Regions from separate parts of the Anas platyrhynchos genome. Here region 1 is linked to region 2. Evidence: chromatin contacts called from public Hi-C data. All regions are on one chromosome and are shown on one strand. Each heading gives the region's core, a stretch centred on a gene start, on an enhancer-like site or on the middle of the called end of the contact. The rest is flanking DNA. Distances are from core to core; before and after follow the strand shown.

Region 1 (4,721 bases), core at 1,639-4,138, 36 kb after region 2:
ATATACATATTTGGCTTCCTACAGTGCATATTCTGGGGGAATGCTACTTTAGGCTGACCATGAGTTGGGATTTTTTTTTTATATTTTTAATTTTTTTTTCCAGATGGACAACAAGGGAATGGGCTGGTTGCAGACACTGCTGCTGCTACAGAGAGGATGATAACACATTGGGGTGGCCAGGCTGAAAATTGGGAATTTCCTGGCAATTTCCCAGGATGGGGAGACAGGGAATTACTGACACCCAGTTGCAAGCTTTGCATTTTGGCAGTTTAGAGATTTTTCTAGCCCTTGCCTTGGACCTCGATTTTTTTTTTCTCAGTAGCCAGGCTCTCCCTACAGAGCTGCCCTGAGCATCCTGCTGATGTTCCTGCAGTGACCAGACGCCTAGAGCTGCCTCTGTAATACTGTGTACGTCCCAGGCTGAGCTCAGCTCCATTTCAGATTCAGGACATCTCTGAGAACTGGTTGAAACGAGGACTCACTAAAGCTTCCATCAGATGCTGACGGGCCTCTTTGTGCCAGGAAAACGGATGTGTGCAACAGCAGCAAAAGTGCCTGGAAGCATCCCAAAGCCTGAGTGAAATGAGGGAATTTTGAGCGGCACCAAACAAAAGGAGCAGTGATTTAATCTCCACAGATGGGGAGGGGGGAGCAGCGTCAGGAAAAGCAGGAGGATGAGATTAGCTAGGCAATAAAATGAAAATGAGCAAGAGGTGGAGCAAACTGTGCTGAGATAAGAGGAGGTGGATTACAGAGCTGGCAGATGGAAGGGGAGCAGGCAGCCAAACAGGGAACAAAAAAACAGGTAATAAATCCGTAAAAATCTCAATCAACAACTTTAAATACCATTTCCAACCCATTTTCTCCAGGGAGCCAAGTGACTGTGGCAGATGTACAGCTTCCCCTGTGTGCCCCGGGCCTGCCCCGTGCTGCTGCGGGCCAGGCGACTGCGAGTGGCCAGCAAGGTGTATGTGCTGGGGCCCAAAACCCTGGCACGGCAGCCAGGATCCTTCCTGGCACAAGGATAAAGAAGTCATTTAACACCAAGAGGTGAAAGAAATCGCTTCTTTCTTGACTGACCATTTGACTTAGCCTAATTCAGCAGCATGAAAGCGACACATCGTCTCTTTTGTTGGCTGAAAGGGGCATTTCCTCAAGCCTCGCAGGGGCACATTAGGCTGGGTATCTCAGTTCCGGACGATAAGGCAGCTTTTATCAAGAAGCTTTCATTACTGCAGTTAAACTGGCAATAGGTGATTGATAATAAGCAGACATTTGACCTCTGCTCGAGAGTCATTAAACCCTTGACCACTGAGATTTTGGAGGATAATCTCTAGAATATCTTCGGCTGTGTCATTTTGGAAAGGCCATGGTGCAGCTTTCCAGATCTCTGCATGCCCCACATGAATTCCCCAATCTTCCATTGCCTCAGGCATGTCAGTGCCCAGTGGCACTATCTCTGTCACAGTCCTCCCTATCTCAGGAGGTTATATGAAATCATTAAATCATTTATTTGGCATTATATTTTGGAAGTCTGGGAGAGAATGGAAATTATGTGGGTACTGCAAAAACAAAAAGGGAAATTAATGGCCGAAGATAAGTAATTACTTTATGAGTCTGAAACCTCTTTGTGGTAGGGACAGCTTTTTTCTCTGTAGTTTTGGGATGCCCAGCCCCACTGGGTTTGTGCTGAAGAGAAGCAGCAGTGATGGCTCATACTTCATTGCAGACATCTGTATGGAATAATAAATACATGTTTTGAGCTGGCAGTTTCCCATCCAAATGTAGGGCATGGGCAGATTAATCTTGTTGCTGTTGAGCTGGGTCAAATGATCTCCACTTCCAGAGGTACCCCAAATGGGTACCTCTTCCTCCCTCTGCCCCCTTAGCTTGTTTAATGTCCCTCAAACCATGGCTGTAAAAACAAAATTGTACTATAAAGGGGCATAGGTCCAACCTTGTAAACATTGTTTTCATTTATCTCTTCAAGGCTCCCATTAGCTTTCCCTCATAGTCTGCCACAGATACGGCAAAAAGGTGCCTGGGACAATAATCTTCATTTTTGGCCTTTAAAGATCATAGACTGGAGAATAAATTTCATTTCAGGCAAACAAAGAGGTCCAATTTGAATTTTTTGGGGGTGGGTGGGAATGCACGACCTTTCCCCAGCAGAGGACCAGGAGAGCAGAGTGGGTGCAGTGTGAGGAGGGCAATGGGATGGTGGGGAAGGCAGGGAGAACCTCAGATCAGGAGCTCTGTCCGGGAGCTTTCTTGAAAATCCCTCTGACTCCTAGCTATTGGCATGTTTTTAGGAATAAGAAGCATTTCTACAATGTTGAACAGACTGAAAAAAAAAAAAAAAAAAAGAAAAGAAAAAAAAAGCCTATTTTCTTTTTTTAAGAACATTTTTTTCCCTTTGGAAAGCACTGTGGTCAGTCTTGGACAAACTGTGGGAGTTAAGTGCATGAAATTCAATACTCATGTCATATACCAGAGGTCAGGCTCAGGGTCCCTTCAGATCTAAAGCATACGTGCAATAAACATTTCCCCAAAAAGCCCCTCCAAAACCCCCTAAGCCTTCCATTCAGCTTCTGGAAACCGTGGCGCAAAGACAGAACAAGACCTGGTGGCAGAAAGTCAGCAAAGAGGACAAAAACATTCGGAATTTACATTCGACTTCAGTTCCTACAGCATTCATGCTCCCTGCCTAGCCAGAGCCTGGTGGGGAGGCTCAGTAAACAGCATCGCCCTGACGAAGCCCAGCACCCGGAGCCGACGCGCCGAGGGCTCATGGAGCAGCCCGGGGCTCCCAGCTCTGCAGGCACTTGCTCCTCAGCTGACCCCAGAAGCTGCTGTATTTCACATGCTGTTCCTCCCTCATCCGAGCTGTGCTGCGAGATAGCTCATCCCGCTGGAAACTATAACTAAAAACACTGTCTAAAAACAGCTCCTCTTGCTGCGTGCCCAGAGGGGAGGAGCGGTCCCCAACGAGCACAGACAAACGGAGCTCGAATAAATAGCTGGGCTGAAAGGGACCCAGGAGGGCAGCCCAGGGCTGCGGGGCCGGGCAGTGATTTCACACCAAGAGGCAGGATCTCTCGGTGTGAAAGTGCCCGGCGATGACTTGCCCGCTTCCAGACCACGAGGCTGCTTTTGCTCTAACTGCAGCCGGCTGTGCTCGGGTTGGGCTCACGGCTGTGTCTTGGCACCAGGTGTTACGAGGAGCTGATTTCCACCGCAGGATTAACAGCAGGATACAGAGCACAAACTCATTGCAAATTTGTGATAAAATCAAAGCTCCATCTGTATTCAGGCTGGAACTTGGAGCTAGGAATGATTGCTGTGGGAGAGCTGACAGTTTTTTCTTATTACCAACGAAATAAGCTTTTCCTGCACCTTGAAAACAAGTAATTATTTTTTCTTTAAAGGTTATATATACATATATATAAAACAGACATATAGGGAGAGTTGCAGAGAATTGAAAACGTTTTAAAAATATTTAAAGTGCAGTGTTTACTCTTTTCTTTAGAGGAGCTCAACTGTTCTCTGCTTGGATGCAAATGAGGCACACACTACTTCCACTCTAGGTATTTTTGGTCAGAATGAAAAGATAAATAGACACTGTACGTCAAACGTCACACTTTTAGTCAGCTTTATCTAACTTTGGTCAAGAATTTAAAACTTTGCACAGGCTGCTAGCACATTTCAAGGCTGAACTGTAATTCTCCTCTGACAAAAATTTCTTGCTAACCGAGCCTGTCTGTGACATGGGAACCAATAAGCTAAAGCTTAAACCAAGGCTGTCAAACTCATTTCAATTATTAGTTATGAAATGGGAAAAAACAGCAAGCTTCGGTGTCACATGGAAACATGAGCATGGTGGTGACACAGCCTTTCATGCACAGTGTCAGCACTAAAAACAGTGTATGGATTATTTGGGAGGTTATAAACACCGATCTCATGATTCTATTCTGGGTTGGCCCTACGACAAAAAAAAAAAAAAAAAAAAAGGAAAAAAAAATAACCAAACCAAAACAATAACAACCACCAGCAAGAGCAAAAAGCCCCAAGCAATTAGCAGCTGTGCTCTGCAGCCCTTGTGCTGGTGACAAGCGGAGCTGGGAGAAGCGTGGCCCCGCTGATCCTGCAGAGCTCAGGACTGTGGCAGGGCCCCTCGGTCCCCGCTCTCTGCGGCTTGCTGTCGGGATGAGTGTGAGCCACGTGAGCCTGCAGCTTTGGGGACAGGATGATTTACACCAGGACAACTGCTGGAGTCACCCCCCCCAGCTGGCTGCCCTGCGCCTGCTGCACAGAGAGCACGGCTGCTCGCAGCTCCTGAAACACTGCACTTGGGAGCTGGCTTTTTTCTTCCCTTTTTATTTTTATAAGGCAAACGACCATTGCCGGGTTATCCATGCTGGTTTGCCCTCACAGGGCACAGTTCACAGACTGCTTTGCAAATAGGTGAGCCACCCGTGCAGCCCATGCCATCCCTGGAGAGGGCATCCTGGCCCCGGGACAGTGCGTGTCCCCGTTTAGCCTCTTACGACTGAGGCCAGGGCAGATGTTCAGAATGGCTCTTTCTAATCTTCAGCTTGTCAAACCTTATTACTTGACTTTATTAAGTCTATCTCTAAACATCTCTAAAGTAACGCGCGGTGTTGCTTTATCCCAAAATAGCCGCTCGGTATGAGATTTTGGCAGCTGGTGCTGAGGCTGGA
Region 2 (4,940 bases), core at 2,196-4,695:
GTCTGCTCTGATAGCAGCACTTGAGCACTGCTCTTTAATCTGGGCTCCCATCTGGCCTTTGTGCATATCGCATATGCATATTAAAATTAACTTGCTTCTAAATGGGACTCTAAATTTGCTCACATGCATAGCAGATGAAATGGATGTACATGTGGTCTGAGGTGTAGTTACGTGGGTATATTGTGAGTTGAATGGTATGGTGGATGCCATTCATTAATATATTTTTTTTCTGAACCCTTTTTCTTTAGGTTTTACCATAGGTGTGCAGCAGCTACATCCAGCCTTTATTCAGAGACCCTTTGGGTAAGTGGACATGTTTCTTAACAGTCAGTTTGAAATCATATTCATGAATCAACTTCCTCATTATTTAAAATGCATGAAAAAGCCTTAGCTGTAAGGAGTGGACAGTTTGAACAGCTGTTGTTGATGCGTGGAGTACTTTATTTCTGGTGAAGATTTCAGAAGTTTTGTGCATTTGTCAGCTTTCATATAATTCCCAAAGATCCTCCTTTATCCTCAGTAAATCTTAGCCATAATAAGCCCACTGCATTGCTCTCTTCTTTGCCAGCTTCAAGAATTCAAATAAATGGAAAATAGTTTCTCTATTGCAGTACTTAAGGTGTCAAAACAATTAAGCAAATTCTGCTCTCATGTTTCTCAAATAAGATCTTCTGCTTCCTCTCTGCCGTTTCCCACATAATAATGCTCAGGGTACAGTTTTATCCTAGAAAACAAATTGCATTGGAAACAAAGTCTGTTACTTAATGAAAGTAACATTAGGTCAAAAATTGATTTTGGACAGATGTTATACAAGGCTTGAATAGTCTGCAAAAGTGGGCTTTTGTCTGCTGTTTTCAATAGCTTATACCATCCCTACTCAGTTAGAAAAGTCCTCTTTTTATACATCTAATAGGATCTGGCAGCTGCTCGGGAAAAGACAAGTGTGCTTCATGAGAACAATAGTGACTGTCATACTGCCTTCATTTAACTGTTTAATGATTGATGCAGTTCTTTTTTTTACACCATTTCAGAAAGTGAATATTGATAGGGTTTTTTTATTATTATTTTCTAAGAGCATTAAGAAAGTAGGTGCATTTTTTAAAGCTTTTGAGAACTGCTCTGTTGTGGTTTTTATGTGACTAATATAAATAGATGGGATCTTGGCCTTTGTCAACAGAAATATTTCATCCATTCCCTGTTCTCTGTTCATAGCATTTTCTTTTCTTTTCTTTCTTTTTTTTGGGGGCGGGTGGGGGGAGCAGCTAACAACAAAACAGAAACTTTCGCTTCTCTGCCAACTGCCTGGGTAATCTCATTCCAATGAGTTTATGGATGTAAGAGGCTGTGTTGCCACAATAGTGCACACCCAGTGTATGTGCGCTGTGTACGGTTCAAACACGCCAGTTTTCCTAAGTGGTTACGACTCTGTTGGAAAGACTTGAAGAGCATCTGTCATGAAACGAGGAGGGTTTTTTGGTGCAAGAGCCACAATAGTCCAGGTAGGCAAGCTGTTGCTCTTCAACAGCTGTCCTCGCATGGGAGCTATAGCAGCTTTCCTAGGATCAGAGGCAGGCAGCATCTCTGAGATGCAAACACCGGAGGCTTTCCAAATCGCACAAGAGCACACAATAGAAGTTGATGATAAAACCCAGCATGTTACGAGGTTTACCATGCGTGCCAACAGAAAAGAGCAAAATGGTGAAGCGTGTTAAAGCCCTAGTGCTGGCAGGAGCGTCAGCTCGCACCAGCTCCCCTTGCAGATAATCTGCTCTTCCCGCATGTGCTGCTCCTACCCAGCACCACAGCTCTGCAGCTGTGAAAAACGTGGGTTTTCTTTTTGAACAGTTTGCTCTTAGTTTCATGTAGAGAGGAGTGTGGGATCAACTGACTCGGTGTTCCTTGTGATCTAGACAGTTACTGTTCCAGTTCTCCGGCATTGGTTCCATCATTAAACCAGCAGAGCTGCAGTGAGCACATACAGCAGAGAGCACTGTAAATTATTTATCAGTTGCCAAGAGACAGGAACCAGGAGACTGGAGGGAGCAGATTATATATCATTATTTGCAAGCATCGGTAAACACGAATTTCATTGCATTCGGACATTGCTGGAGCAGGATCACTAGAAACATGGGTTTGGCGAAACGTAGAGCCATTTAACTGAGCACTGTGGCTGAGGCTGCTCTGTGGCTTCTGAGCAAAGCGTCAGGTGTTCAGTCAAGCAGCGGAGCTTGGCCACCGGTTCCCTCTTTGTCTTGTCAGGAGACCAGCAGAAGTAAGAGGGCTCTGCTCTTGCATTCCCTTGGAGCCACAATTTCCTTTGCCCTTTGAGGGATTTGAGGGTAGGTGAGGAGCTTATCAGGGTCTGTCTGACTTGGGAAGTGTGACCAACTTGCTGTTGCCCATTTGCTGTGTGCCTTGTGGAGCTTCCCCAAATAAAGGTCTCTGGCTGGTCTGCGTTGCCACACATAAGACATCTCAGGGCTTTCCCTCCCTCAGTTTCTCTCTGCAAAGTGTTTGCATCCAGGCACTGGCACGCAGTTTCTGAAAGACCATTGTTATGGGACGCGGGGTGCTAGGTGTGCAAGCTGGACTTGGCAAGGAAGAAATGAATGAACAGCCCGCGAACTGCTAGGCAGTTAAGGAAGAGAAGACCAGCCAGTCACATTCGAGCTACAAAGCCGCAAAAAGCAGGTTTTGGTGAAACTTAAAATGAATGGAAACTATGAAAATTACCCAAACATTAGTGAAGATTATTTATAAACTGAAGGCTTCCCCCCAGCCCCAGGGACCCAAATGCAGCTGTAAATATTGCCCGGGGTATGCGGAACAGAAAGAGAAACCATGAAGAGCCTCTCTCCTTCCTCCTGCTGTCCTGGCAGGGGAGGCACATACACGGCAGACAGCGCGGAGTCGGTAGTAAATCCTGTTTTGAAAAGTAGTCTCTAGGCTGTCGTAACCAGAGATCGTAACAGTAATGCAAGGCGAAGGATGCGTCTGTGTCAGGGTGACTCGGAGATCTGGCTTCTGGGTTTAGGGAAGCAACTTCAGGCCTCGGGGCTCAGTCGGTAGCTTACAGGTTGCACTTTGCTTGGAGGCAGATGGGAATGCCACAGCATTTGCCTGCAGTTGCTGGCTGGTGTGGCGTTGTGTTTATGAGAATAGAGGAGGGAGAGACTGCAAATGGAGCTGTCTCTTACTGCAGCGGTCTCTTACTGAAGCAGTTGTCCTTTAAAGAAGTTTGGAGAAACATCACACTTGTTGGAAGCTGCGAGGAGCACCTATGTAGACCACTCAGCCAGGAGTACGTGGTGGTGCAGCAGAGCTGCGTTGTGCCCCCCTCGTGGTCCTCTCTTCTGGGCCCCTGGCGCCCGAAGCAGGGGATTCCCTGATTCTTCTCTCCCCAGCCGTGCTTTCAGCTCTGGATGCAGGCAGTGCATGGCAGATGCATTCCTGTGGCTGTGCCTCAGCGAAGGAGCTATCTGTGTGGGAGATCTACCAGTGGCTGAGTAAGTGACTGAGCTCTTGGAAACATATCGCTGTCCTTGCAGCAGGATCCAGCTCTTTCCATATCTGCACATGGGGTGTCGTTGCTCCAGAGACCCCACCTCTTCCTGGCCTGTAGCTGCTTATTTCGGCCTGTGTTCGGTGTCAGGCAGCACTGGAAATGGTTAAATCTCTGAGTTTAACATTTCGTGTACTGATGGTGCTGCAGCTAGGAAGTGAAGAAAGTCCCTCTTTGTGTCAGCCCACCCTCCCTTGCAGCTGTTTATCCTTAAAACTTCTCTATTGGGTTAAAAATAAAAGGAAACAAACTTTCATCTTTTCTGTGGTTATGCTTATAAACAGGCGCATGCTGTCCTTGCTGTGCTCGGTCTCTGTCAGCTGGCATCCCCCGTGCTCTGACTTCCTATTTCACCACTTATCAAAAAGCTGGCTTGCTGCAGGACCCCGGGCTGCTCCGCCGGTCACAAGCGGCTCCCATGGGGATGGCTCACCCGGCACCTGTTGTTTGTCGTGTGCCAATAACATGAAAGCATTCGGGGGGGGATTTCCTAAGTAACATTCAAATCCATTTTCCAAATGGCTTCAGCTGCTAGTTCTCAGGCACACTCACTGCTATTCAGACCGAGCGCTTGCCAGTCAGAGAGCTTTTTGGTTTTTAAGAATAGATGTGTATTTATAAACAGATCCAACAGCTTTGCAGTTTTTCTTGGACATTTACTTCGAGGTTGCAAGTGCTGGTGTTGCACCCAAGGGCTTGGCACTGTTGCTTTGGGTACAGTTTGCTCGTGTCCCACATCTTGTGTCATCGTATAGAACAACGTAAAAGGAAGCCAGAAAGGAAAGTGCCTTCTCCTTGCTGTGGTTCCATTTGCATCAGTGGATTTGCTCTTTGCCCTCTGCAGAGCAGCGACCCAGGCCCTTTCCCCTGGCTGCAGGAGCCGGGGAGCAGCAGATATAAGCTTCTCCCGTTCTGGTGCTGTTTTAATCCCGGCACAGCAGATCCGTGCACACGCCTGAATTTTCAGAGCAGTGCAGCCTGTTCTTGATCTCGTCTTTCTTTTGCGCAGCTGCTGGCACGCTGGTCCCTAACTTTGGTAGTATTAAACACATGCCCAGTAATTTGAATGATAAATGCAGCTCTGAGCAGCCTGCCTCTGAGCTGGGGACACCAGAGAGGGAACTTAGACAGTTGTGCTGATAATTCGGTGGCAAGGACACTGGGTCACTTCTAAATATGACTTACATGAAGAACTTGTTCCCCGCAGATGGGAGCAGGCTACATACCAGAGCTAAATATACTCTGTGAGCGCAAAAGATGAAAAGTCTTGGACCTCAGAGTTAAAACTGAGTATCCTGTTTCTCCCTCTCTCTATCCTGCAGACAGGGCCGCACTGCCCCTGCCCTTTCCCTGTGCGTGTCGGCTGCCCTGTGCCACT

Evidence for each region. A called contact is a pair of places that touch in the nucleus more often than the background predicts.
Region 1: a contact with region 2 is called in a Hi-C map of skeletal muscle, with 2.6 times the contacts expected there. The contact joins two enhancer-like sites. A contact is called at or near these places in 5 of 8 Hi-C or Micro-C datasets (F5 follicle, skeletal muscle, small yellow follicle and 1 more).

The regions. Positions count from the first base shown.
Region 1 is chr21:12,799,408-12,804,128 of IASCAAS_PekinDuck_T2T, forward strand. It overlaps LOC101793813. Among named protein-coding and RNA genes, the nearest start is that of RBM38, 40 kb to the left of the region's middle. Within about 2 kb of position 2,889, at least 1 of the 8 cell types and tissues checked has an H3K27ac peak or open chromatin away from gene starts, as enhancers often do.
Region 2 is chr21:12,762,711-12,767,650 of IASCAAS_PekinDuck_T2T, forward strand. RBM38 (RNA binding motif protein 38) reads left to right here. Exons shown (of 4, transcript XM_038166113.2): 3 at 249-303. Among named protein-coding and RNA genes, the nearest start is that of RBM38, 3.8 kb to the left of the region's middle. Within about 2 kb of position 3,446, at least 5 of the 8 cell types and tissues checked have an H3K27ac peak or open chromatin away from gene starts, as enhancers often do.